Linked DNA regions of Mus musculus: regions 2 and 3 are each linked to region 1. The links are chromatin contacts, called in public ChIA-PET and promoter capture Hi-C maps. All regions are on one chromosome and are shown on one strand. The core of a region is the stretch at or near the end of the contact, and the rest is flanking DNA. Distances in the headings are between cores, read along the strand shown.

The links. Promoter capture Hi-C pulls out the DNA fragments that hold promoters and counts their contacts. ChIA-PET counts read pairs in DNA pulled down with a chosen protein or histone mark.
Region 2: a contact with region 1 is called in a promoter capture Hi-C map of liver. The contact joins the promoter of Mrpl19 here to the enhancer-like site in region 1. A contact is called at or near these places in 2 of 39 promoter capture datasets (both in liver), 4 of 115 datasets of contacts at active chromatin or transcription factors (cardiomyocytes, embryonic stem cells and extraembryonic endoderm stem cells) and 2 of 9 other capture datasets (adipose tissue and liver).
Region 3: an H3K27ac ChIA-PET map of liver shows a contact between it and region 1, with 5 times the contacts expected there. The contact joins two enhancer-like sites. A contact is called at or near these places in 3 of 484 Hi-C or Micro-C datasets (liver and uterus), 10 of 115 datasets of contacts at active chromatin or transcription factors (astrocytes, cardiomyocytes, embryonic stem cells and 5 more) and 1 of 9 other capture datasets (embryonic stem cells).

What each region holds. Positions count from the first base shown.
Region 1 is chr6:82,084,033-82,087,131 of GRCm38.p6, forward strand. All of the region lies in intron 2 of Eva1a (eva-1 homolog A (C. elegans)), which reads left to right. Among named protein-coding and RNA genes, the nearest start is that of Gm40381, 34 kb to the right of the region's middle. Within about 2 kb of position 1,474, at least 20 of the 459 cell types and tissues checked have an H3K27ac peak or open chromatin away from gene starts, as enhancers often do. A contact at or near this core is called in adipose tissue, hepatocytes and liver, where this site is marked.
Region 2 is chr6:81,964,459-81,967,557 of GRCm38.p6, forward strand. Mrpl19 (mitochondrial ribosomal protein L19) reads right to left here and starts at 1,491. Exons shown (of 5, transcript NM_026490.2): 1 at 1,249-1,491. The coding sequence starts at 1,469.
Region 3 is chr6:81,986,180-81,989,278 of GRCm38.p6, forward strand. The region is part of intron 1 of Gm20383 (predicted gene, 20383); the gene reads left to right. Among named protein-coding and RNA genes, the nearest start is that of Gm20383, 3.4 kb to the left of the region's middle. Within about 2 kb of position 1,687, at least 73 of the 459 cell types and tissues checked have an H3K27ac peak or open chromatin away from gene starts, as enhancers often do. A contact at or near this core is called in hepatocytes and liver, where this site is marked.

The DNA of each region.
Region 1 (3,099 bases), core at 224-2,723:
CTGGAGTGTTGCTGGAAGGCTTTCCTTTCCTGTGGTGTGGGACAAAAATCCCACAAAGAGCCATCTGTATGGTGATGCTCCGTGATGACATTCTGCTTAGTTCTTCTTCCTTAATTCACACGACCCTGCTACTCTTTTTAAAGAGAGCCCATTTCATAAGCACATTTCCTTCACCTTTAAAGATTGAATACTTCAAGGAGTGCAAGAAACTTCAGGCAGAGAACATGGTTCACTGGCTCGGAGACCAGCTGATCAGACCGGGTCTGGTGTGGCTGTGCCTTCCTACAGGTTTCTGGGCACACTCTGACTTCCCACCATGCAAATGAAATCAGCCTCAGGACCTCCCCAAAGGGCCTCTTCCTGCCCATGGAAACAATGACCCTGCAGGAAGCAAGATAGAGTAATACATTTATTTTTATTTATTAAAGGAAAACAATGACAAAAGCCCTCTTCACCCTGCTTCCTGGGTAATTAACAGATGTCTGATTGTGGTCAAGCCCAGAGAGGGTCATTGGCTAAGGGGGAAGTGACCTGAAGCAGGAAGTGTTAGAGGAGCGTAAAAACAAACAGTCTAGAACTCCAGTGATGTTGGCAGAAAGGTGAGTTAGCATGACTCAAATTACGGTAGGTCGGGAAGCCTGCCTTGAAGCATCCTTTTGCTACCCAGGGAGTCCTTTGCTCGTCTGCTTGCTTTTGCTGAACTTCTCTTGGAGTCTGGATCTGGGATGCTGCACGTAAAAGAAAGTGTTTTCTTATGTCTGAGAAAAACTAGTTAGGCTAGAATGAGAATAGCAGTTTCCAAAATGAAGCCCATGTTGGCCTATGGCTATAATCTCAGCACCCAGGAACCGGATGCAGAAGGAGCAAGATTTTAAGTCCAGTCTGGGATACATGGCAAAATCCTATCTCATAAACAGACAAACCAAATACTATAAAAGTTAGGCCCGTGTAGCAAGTCGGTAAAGGCAGGGCATGCAAATCAGAATGAGTGTTTTCCTATCCTTCATCTCAAGTATGACTTTCTGTCTCACACACGTGAGGACGTGGATCACCCCAGCATTGATGGTTTAATCATGGGTACTAGTACTTACCCACTGTCCTAACGTGTGCTAAAGTTTAAAGGGAGAAGATGAACACAAAGACGTTTTTCCTGATCCTGGCAAAGATTCAGTAAATGGGAGCTCTGTCTGTCTGTCTGTCTGTCTGCCTGCGTGTCTTATCTATCCACCTGTTTTCTTGTCTATCTTCTATCTCCTATTCACCACCCATCTATCTTTCTTCCAACTTATCTACTTATTACCTGTCATTTCTCTATCACCTGTCAATAACCTATCAACCTCCCTCTTTGACTCTCCCCTTTCCTTCCTGTTTTCATCCCTCCCTCTATCTCTTCCTTCTTCCCTCCCTCCCATCCCTGAGAGTGTATATGCCTGATTGTGCAATATGTATTTTTGTCTACGCCTGTGAACATTGTTTGAGTCCAGTGTTGGGAAAAGGTTATCTTAGTTTCTTTTCTTCTGCTGTGAGCAAATGCCTGGTAAGAAGCAACGTGAGAGAGGAAAGATTTGTTTTGGCTCGGATTCTAGGGGATAAAGTTTATCATGGTACAGAATTCATGGTGGTGAGAATCTGTGGCTGACTCGCCACGTCGTGGACGATCAGAGAACAGAGAGCACAGGATATGGGGCAGGGCTATCCATCTGCAGCCCCACCCATCCTGTGACACACTTCCTTCAGCTGGACTCCACCTCTTAAAGGTTTCCTAACTCCTCCAAAGAGCAACACCAGCTGGGACCTAACTGTTGAGATGAGCCTGGAGGATAATTTCACATTAAGACTACAAGGGGGTCCAAAGTGATTCCACGTGTGTTGGGATTGGAAAGTGAAGGACTTCTCCAAGTTCTCACACTGTGTCCGCTCAGTGTTGGAGCATATTGCCAATGTGAGTGTGTCAAAACTCATGGCCTAAGACCATGGCCTTGTAGGGTGTAAAAACAAAAAACAAAAACATTTTTCCTCCTAGCCTCTGCTCCCAGAATGACAAATCTGAGACGAATTATTTATCAATAAGTACCTAGGTCACACACTTAAGCTTGTTCCCTGGCCTGCTCTTAACTTATTATCCCCTTTATTCTAATCTGGATTCAGTTACATGGCTGCTTTCCTCTCCTCTTCTTATGTCTGTCTCCTCAGAGTTCCTGGAGTGAATCTCTCCTTCATTTTATCCTGAGTCCAGCTACCTTCTGGTTTATCTCCATCTCCTCAGAGTTACAGCTCTAATCTCTCCTGCCTCTGACTATTTCCCAGAATTCTCTCTCTCCCTGCCCAATGTCCCACCTCCTATTTTCTTCCTCAGCTCATTGACCATAAGCTTTTTTTCTTGGCAGGTGTTGTTTATAAGAGATTCTCTCTACATATATAGTAGTATATATAATAGTGAGTGGGAGTAAGTCTCCCAAGACATGAGCAGAGTTAGAGTCAGTTGCCTGCTTTAGTGACCTGAATTCTCCAGAGGTCTTTAAAGTTAATCTACTCTGTAAAAGTAACTTTTATTCGCCTGATGTAATTGTCTTCTCAGCGGCTTATGGCTGAGTAAACTCACCCTTTGTAGCTCTTTCTGAACTCTGCTGGCTGGTTCAACTCATACTCTGGCTAAAGTTCCTCTCCAAGCTGACTGATTCAGTGTGGCTTCTCTTGGCTTCTCACTGAATTGTTCTTGTCCCCTAACTCTGGGAGTTTGTTTTAACCTTTTGGCCCCTTCTTCTTCTCTGGCTTCTACTGTGTCTGCTGCCCTGCACTGAACTCATCTGACTCAACAGAATTGACTGACTAGAACTCAGAGTTCTGCTCGACTCTGTCTCCTGAGTGCTGGGATTAAAGGTGTGTGCCACCACGCCTGGGCTAAAGCTTTTCTTTACTTGGAGTTTGCTCTATACCAGGCTGGCCAGAGCAGCCATGTTGATTCCCCTACACGACTCCAAGCATATTTCTAGCCTATCAGTGTGGACTCTTTGAATCAGAACTTTGTATTTGTACCCTGCACCCTTTTCAATGGCATGTGGATGTGGCAGCCTGTAATTCCAGTGCTGGGAAGGTGGA
Region 2 (3,099 bases), core at 241-2,740, 120 kb before region 1:
ATTTCTAAAACCATGGTTTCCAAAACCATTGTTAATGCTCACTCCTGAGAACGCACCAGGCATTGTGTTTAAATGGTTATCATACATCAAGTAGCCCTCAAGGTCTGGACCTTATTGTCCAAGAAGGCATTTGTGCTAAGGGTTTGTTTAGCTGTCATCCTGGGCAGCTACTGGGGCTTAGAAAGCCTTAAAGAGTTTCAGTCCGGTACAGGAAACATGTCACTGGGCATCTAACCTTGAAGGCAAGGCACAGACCCCGGCCCCTTTCTGTTTCTCCCTTTGCTTTTACCTAGCTAATGCTTCCTGCCACGCTATACTGTGTCACTGCAGGGCCCAAGTGACAGGGCCAGGACCAAGCAAAATTAACTACAACTGTCCAAACCCTGAGCCAAACGAATTTGTTCCCTTTAGGCTGGCTGTCTCTGGTGTTTGTCACCACACAGGCAAGCTGACCCATAGTAGCATAAATTAATCCTGAGACCAGTTAGATGTTTTATTGTCATCTTACTTAAAAAAAAAAAAAACAAAGCACAACTGGAGCGTAAAGGTGATGAACCGCTGACATAATTACTATTTGTTACAATTTTGTCACAGTTAATACGCTGCATTTCTCTCAGTCTGCAAATGAGCACAAGTCTCCCACTGAGCTATAAATATGGAGAAAATATATACAAATCACCAGCTGCAAACTGACTTTAAAAGAAATCTTCCACCGAGCATAGGGATTCCCACCTTTGATCCTAACATTTAGGAGGCAAAAGCAGGCAGATCTTTTTTGAGTTCAAGGCCAGCCTGATACACACCCACAAATTATTGTGTATTGTGGTTGGAGCGCCCAGCATAACATTCATGTGGGGATTTGAAGGCAAACTTTGGAGTACGGTCTCTCTTTTCTCTATGGGTTCTAGGCATGGATTTGGGTGTACAGGTTGCAACTTTCACAACCGAACCACCCTGCGGGTCCATACTGTTAAGCTTCTGAAGATGCATTTATGTAGGTAAGACGAAAAAGAGTGTGCTGGATCCACGTGCCTGAGCCGATCTGACCTCCCCAAACCCTTCCTCCTGGATAGAATCTGTTGGCCAAGGCTCACCGTGGTGGATTTTAGGACAAACTGAGGGAAGGGAGTCCAAGCCTGCGTCTTTCGTGATCTAGAGAGGGGCAGACCCGGAACCCGATTTCGTGCAGCCCAGCTATAAAGCGGGTATCAAAGTGTGCGCACTCCCACGCGGCCTCGGCCGCCTCACCTTCTCTCGTCTTCCGGGACTCGGCGCCGGTCCACGATGACAGGTTTCGGCGGTGGCTTGAACCCACCGGGCTCTGAAGGCCCGGTGCTCTGAAATCGGCTTGGGCCCGTGCAGACACGGCAGGCATCAGATGCGAAGGCAGCAAGCCGTGGCCTGGCCATTCGGACGCTCCGGGCCAGGTACAGGGACGCCCTACAACTTTCTGCCATGGAGGCCGCCATGTCTACACCCTCAATGAAGGACTACAACTCCCAGAAGTCAGTGCGATGGGGTGTGGCCGGACGGTGGCTCCTATGGGACTAAACTTGCTTCCCGGTGTACCGCCGCTTGTTTGAGGGAGTTATACCTGTAAATGTATATAATTTTCCTCTTCTCCATAATTTGCAAAGTTACACTTCTCTACAGGGTTAGCAAGTTTGTACATTTCACTAAGTACTGTGATCTCATTTGCATTTAGTGAGTGACTATGAAGTGCGTGGAGTGTGTGTGTGTGTGTGTGTGTGTGTGTGTGTGTGTGTGTGAGTGTGATTGCAGGTGCCCATGAAGGACATATGATCCCCTGGAGCTGGAGTTACAGGCAGTGGCAAGGGACCCTATGTGGATGCTGGAAATTGAACATGGGTCCTCTGAAAAATTACGTGTTCCTAACTGCAGAGCCACCCTCTCCAGCCTCCTCAGTTCCACCTTTTATTTGCTTGTGCCTACATGAAAAACACAACTGTCACCTAAAGGGCAAAAGAGATAGTTTATTCTAGAGTCAAGTATTAATGAGGGGCTCAGAACACAAGATTTAGGTCACCACAAATCCATGTTCCAATTACATGTAACAATTCCATGGCATTCCATAGTATCAGAGCAAGAAAGCCATTCCTTAAACACATTGGCAGGTACACCCATTTAGGAATGCTATATCAAAATGGAGATGTCTCTGCTGTATGCCTCAGTTGCGCTGATGGCCTTCTTAGCCTTCAGGTTGATGGAAGTGAGGCGGTTGCTGAATGTAGTCCCTTAATAATAACAAGGCCGTTGGTTCACAAGTAAGTTGGGAATAAATTACCATTTGAGGGACTAATGGGCCAAGATAGTTGGGCTCTGGATCTGCAGCACCACAATGCTTCAAGTCACTCACGTTTTAATTAGTTAATCAGTCTTGTAGAACGTTGCTTCTTTTAGGAAATTTTCGTTTGCCTCTTGTTTGATTATTGGTATTTAGTTCGTTGTTATGAATTCCGTGGGGAGCAATGAGTATCTTCTTTTGCTTAACTTCTGTCTTACTAACCAGCACTACCTGGCTCTCACAGGCTCCAAACAGAATAATAAATGCTAGCTGTTTTGTCAAAAGTTAGAGTCATCAGAGAGGAGAGTACCCCCAACTGAGAAAATGTCTCCATAAGATAGGTCTGTAGGTGGCCTGTAGGACATTTTTTTAAGTTAGTGATTGATGGGGGAGGGTCCAGCCCATTGTGGGTGGTGCCATCCCTGGACTGGTGTTTCTAGATTCTATAAGAAAGCAGGCTGAGCAAGCTATGAGGAGCAAGCCAGTAAGCAGCATTCCTTCATAGCCTCTGCATCAGCTCCTGCCTCCATGTTCCTTCCTTGTTTGAGTTTCTGTTCTGACTTCCATCAGTGAGATCCAGTGTTATGGAAGTGTAAATCAAATGCAACCTTTCTTCCTCAACTTGCTTTGGTCATGATATTTCATTTCATCAACAAAACCTTAACTAGGACAAAGCATAAAGAGAAAAGCCATCACTCTTAACAAATAGCCCCCACGGAGTCCTTGAGCTCACTGAGAACATTCCCTTTTCCAGAACTAAAACTGAGTTTGCCTCGGGCAGTTGGGAGGCATAC
Region 3 (3,099 bases), core at 437-2,936, 98 kb before region 1:
TTACGTGATGAATAATTATGTTATTTGTTTGCCATTGTCTCCAGGTTCGTTGTCTTCCAGCCCAGTCTCCCATCAGCCAGCCAGTCCTCCCAGTCTTCCCAACCCTACCTACCTTCCCTTTTATGCCCTTACCCCTGACTCATCCTTCAAGTTCCAGCTTCAGTGTCACCTCTTTTACAATGTCTTCACTTACCACTCCCCAGCAGGCAGGTGCGGATGCTCCCCCCAGCATCCTGCTAGACCATCCGGCTCTCTGGAGTCCTCAACGTACTGGACGATCACAATTGGCATGGCTCAGGCGTAGGGTGCCCATGTGTGATGTTGTGATTTGATCCTCCCACCCTGGTCCCTAGCACTGAGTGCTGCTGGCAAGATTCATGTTCGCCTTCTAAGCCCCATGGCTTCTCTCCTTTACAAACTACATTTCCAAAGAGCATTTGCCAACTGACTTCCTCTTTTTTGACCGAGGCAGGAAAAGTATCTTCTAACAGGGCTATCAAGGTGAGAAATGAGAACAAGAAGCAAGAGGCCTGGTGAGATGGCTCAGGGATTAACTGAAGAGTTGGATGCCAGGACCCATGTGACAGAAAGAGAGAACTGACTCCTGAAAGTGCCCTCTGACCACCACGTGACACCTATGTGTCACTTCTGACCTCTACGTTCCATTCCATACTCGGGTCATTCACCCACCCGCAGAACACCTTCAAGCTTGTCACTACTTTATTCTAATTGGATTGTGTTTACATCATTGCTTTTTAAGGGGAAGCAACTGGTTGGAGCTGGATGGAGTAAGGATTGTTTTTTTTTCCCACTGGAAATGCAAAGGAGGACACAGCCTTTTGTTTTTGTCAATTACAGTAGCAAAGAGCCTTCACACACACACACACACACACACACACACACACACACACACACACACACACTTCTGCTTCTTGAGTCACCCCTTCCTGAGAGCCAAAAGAGGCGCTCTTCCTCAAGCCACCGCACGGTGGCGCCTCCTCACAGTCCCGGGGCCTTTCACAAAGCGGCTTTTGTCCCTGCGGGCAAGCAAGCACAGCCACTGTTCCCTGAGCAGAAACCTTGTCCAGGAGTGACCCCACTTGAGCTCACGAGGTTGTCGTTCAGTTGAGTCACAACCATCACCCAGGTGCCAGCTGGTCCCAGGAGCCCTGTGCTGCCCAGTGAGTCTTTGTTTCTAGCTCAGAACAAAAAGGATCCTGGTATCACCTCCCTTGGTAGCACATGAACTTTTGAGAAAGTTTCTGGGGACTCCCTGGAGGGACTTCCAGGGAGTCTCTTTCCTCCTCCACCCCCCTCCACTGCAGACCTGGCTGACAAGGCCTAAGATCACCGCACATTTCTCCCCAGACAAGGGGACTACAAATTTTAAATCTTTCGTGTGCACCCTTCCTGTAAATCACCCTGGCTTGGTGAGAGTTTAAGAGGGAACTGCAACTCGTATGCCTAACATCCAGAACAGTCTGTAGCCTTGACCTTGAAAGCAGACCTGAAACTGATGTAGCCATCTGACCCCCATAAAGTAAGTGACTTTGGATTCCAAAGGCTTGTTGGAGCATGACAATTAGTTATAAAGCATTGCGAAGCTGAGGGTAAGCTCCCTGGAGATGCCAAGCAGAGAACCCAGTGTTTTTGTGGCCTAAATGGAAGTCACAGAAAGTCCTGGCTGTCATGCCAAGAACCAGGCCACAACCCGCCCCATGGAGGAGGAGCCAGTAACCAAAGGCAGCAGAGGTGGCACACAGCTCCAATTTAGGATAGTGTCAGTTGCCATCTGAACAGTGGCTGAGGGTATTTGGGGAAGGCTCTTTCTAATCCCAATGACTGCTTTATTTGATAGACAGTATTAAAGCTACTTTATAGACAAGGAAGGAGAAGGTTACTCGAACAGTTAAGAGCCGCACAGCTCGTTAGCGGAGTTGGGGCTCAGGACCTTAAGGCTCAGGCAATTTCTGTTCCCTTGATTACATGACTCTCCTTGAGGTTGGTGTGCACATTAGAAATGGGGGGTGAAGAGAAGTAGTTGGGCTAGATCTTGCTGGAATACAGGATTCTCTGTGAGGTGTCAAGTTTAGACAAAGGATAGCTTTGCCCGAGAGTCAGCCAGGAGCATCATTGGGTCACAGAGTCCCCATGGGGACTCAGTGGATGGAACAAAGCCAGCAGGAACCCCATAGCTTCTTTGGCATGGCAGTGGGTGGGTTTCCTGTTTGTCCTCCTCTTGTCTTTGCTCCATGAGCCTCTGCCAGGGTTGCAAGCGCATGTATGCACACAGGCAAAGTCACACACGCATGTGTCTGCACACTCACACATGCACATGGCTATACATATGTACATGAACACACACCCACAACCTATTCACAGGCTCACAAATACCCAGCCTTCACCCCCAGCCCCTCTGCCTGTGGGACCCTGCCTCATGGAACGACTTCTGGTTCTGGAGGCCGAGGTTGAGGACAGGTACCCTCTCCGCTGGTCTCCACTTACTTACTGAGGCTTGTCACTGGACCCAGAGCTCACAGATTTGGGCTAGGCTGGTTAGCCAGTCTTTCCCAGGGGACCCACTCTCTCCTTGTCTCTCCTTCTGGAGGCACCAGTTTTTTTTATGTTGGATTTGGGGTACCAGTCCTCATGCCCATGTAGCAAGCACATATCTACTGGACCATTTCCCTAGTCTTCTTATTGTTTATATTTTTGAAAGGGGGCCTTATGTATTCTTTGATATACAGTTACAATGACCTTGAATATCCTTCTTTCCCCTTCACAGTGCTGGGATTATCAGCTTGAACCATTATACTCCATTTAGGGCTCTGAGCACTTGAGGTAAGCTCTGTCCCCAGCCCATAGACAGTGCTTTCGTTCCCAGAAACACACAGCGGGCAGACACCCCACCCCTCCTCTGTCCTCCCTTGTGCTATTCCTGAACCTTGCAGTGGGTGATCTCCTAGGCAGGGAAGGAACTGGAGACAGGGGAAAGGGGATGGGGTGGGCTGCGGAGAGCAGAGGACAGAGGTGTGTGTCTATGAACATGTCACTGCGGAACTCACTCCATCATAAATAAGCTTAATGATAAGGAGCTGG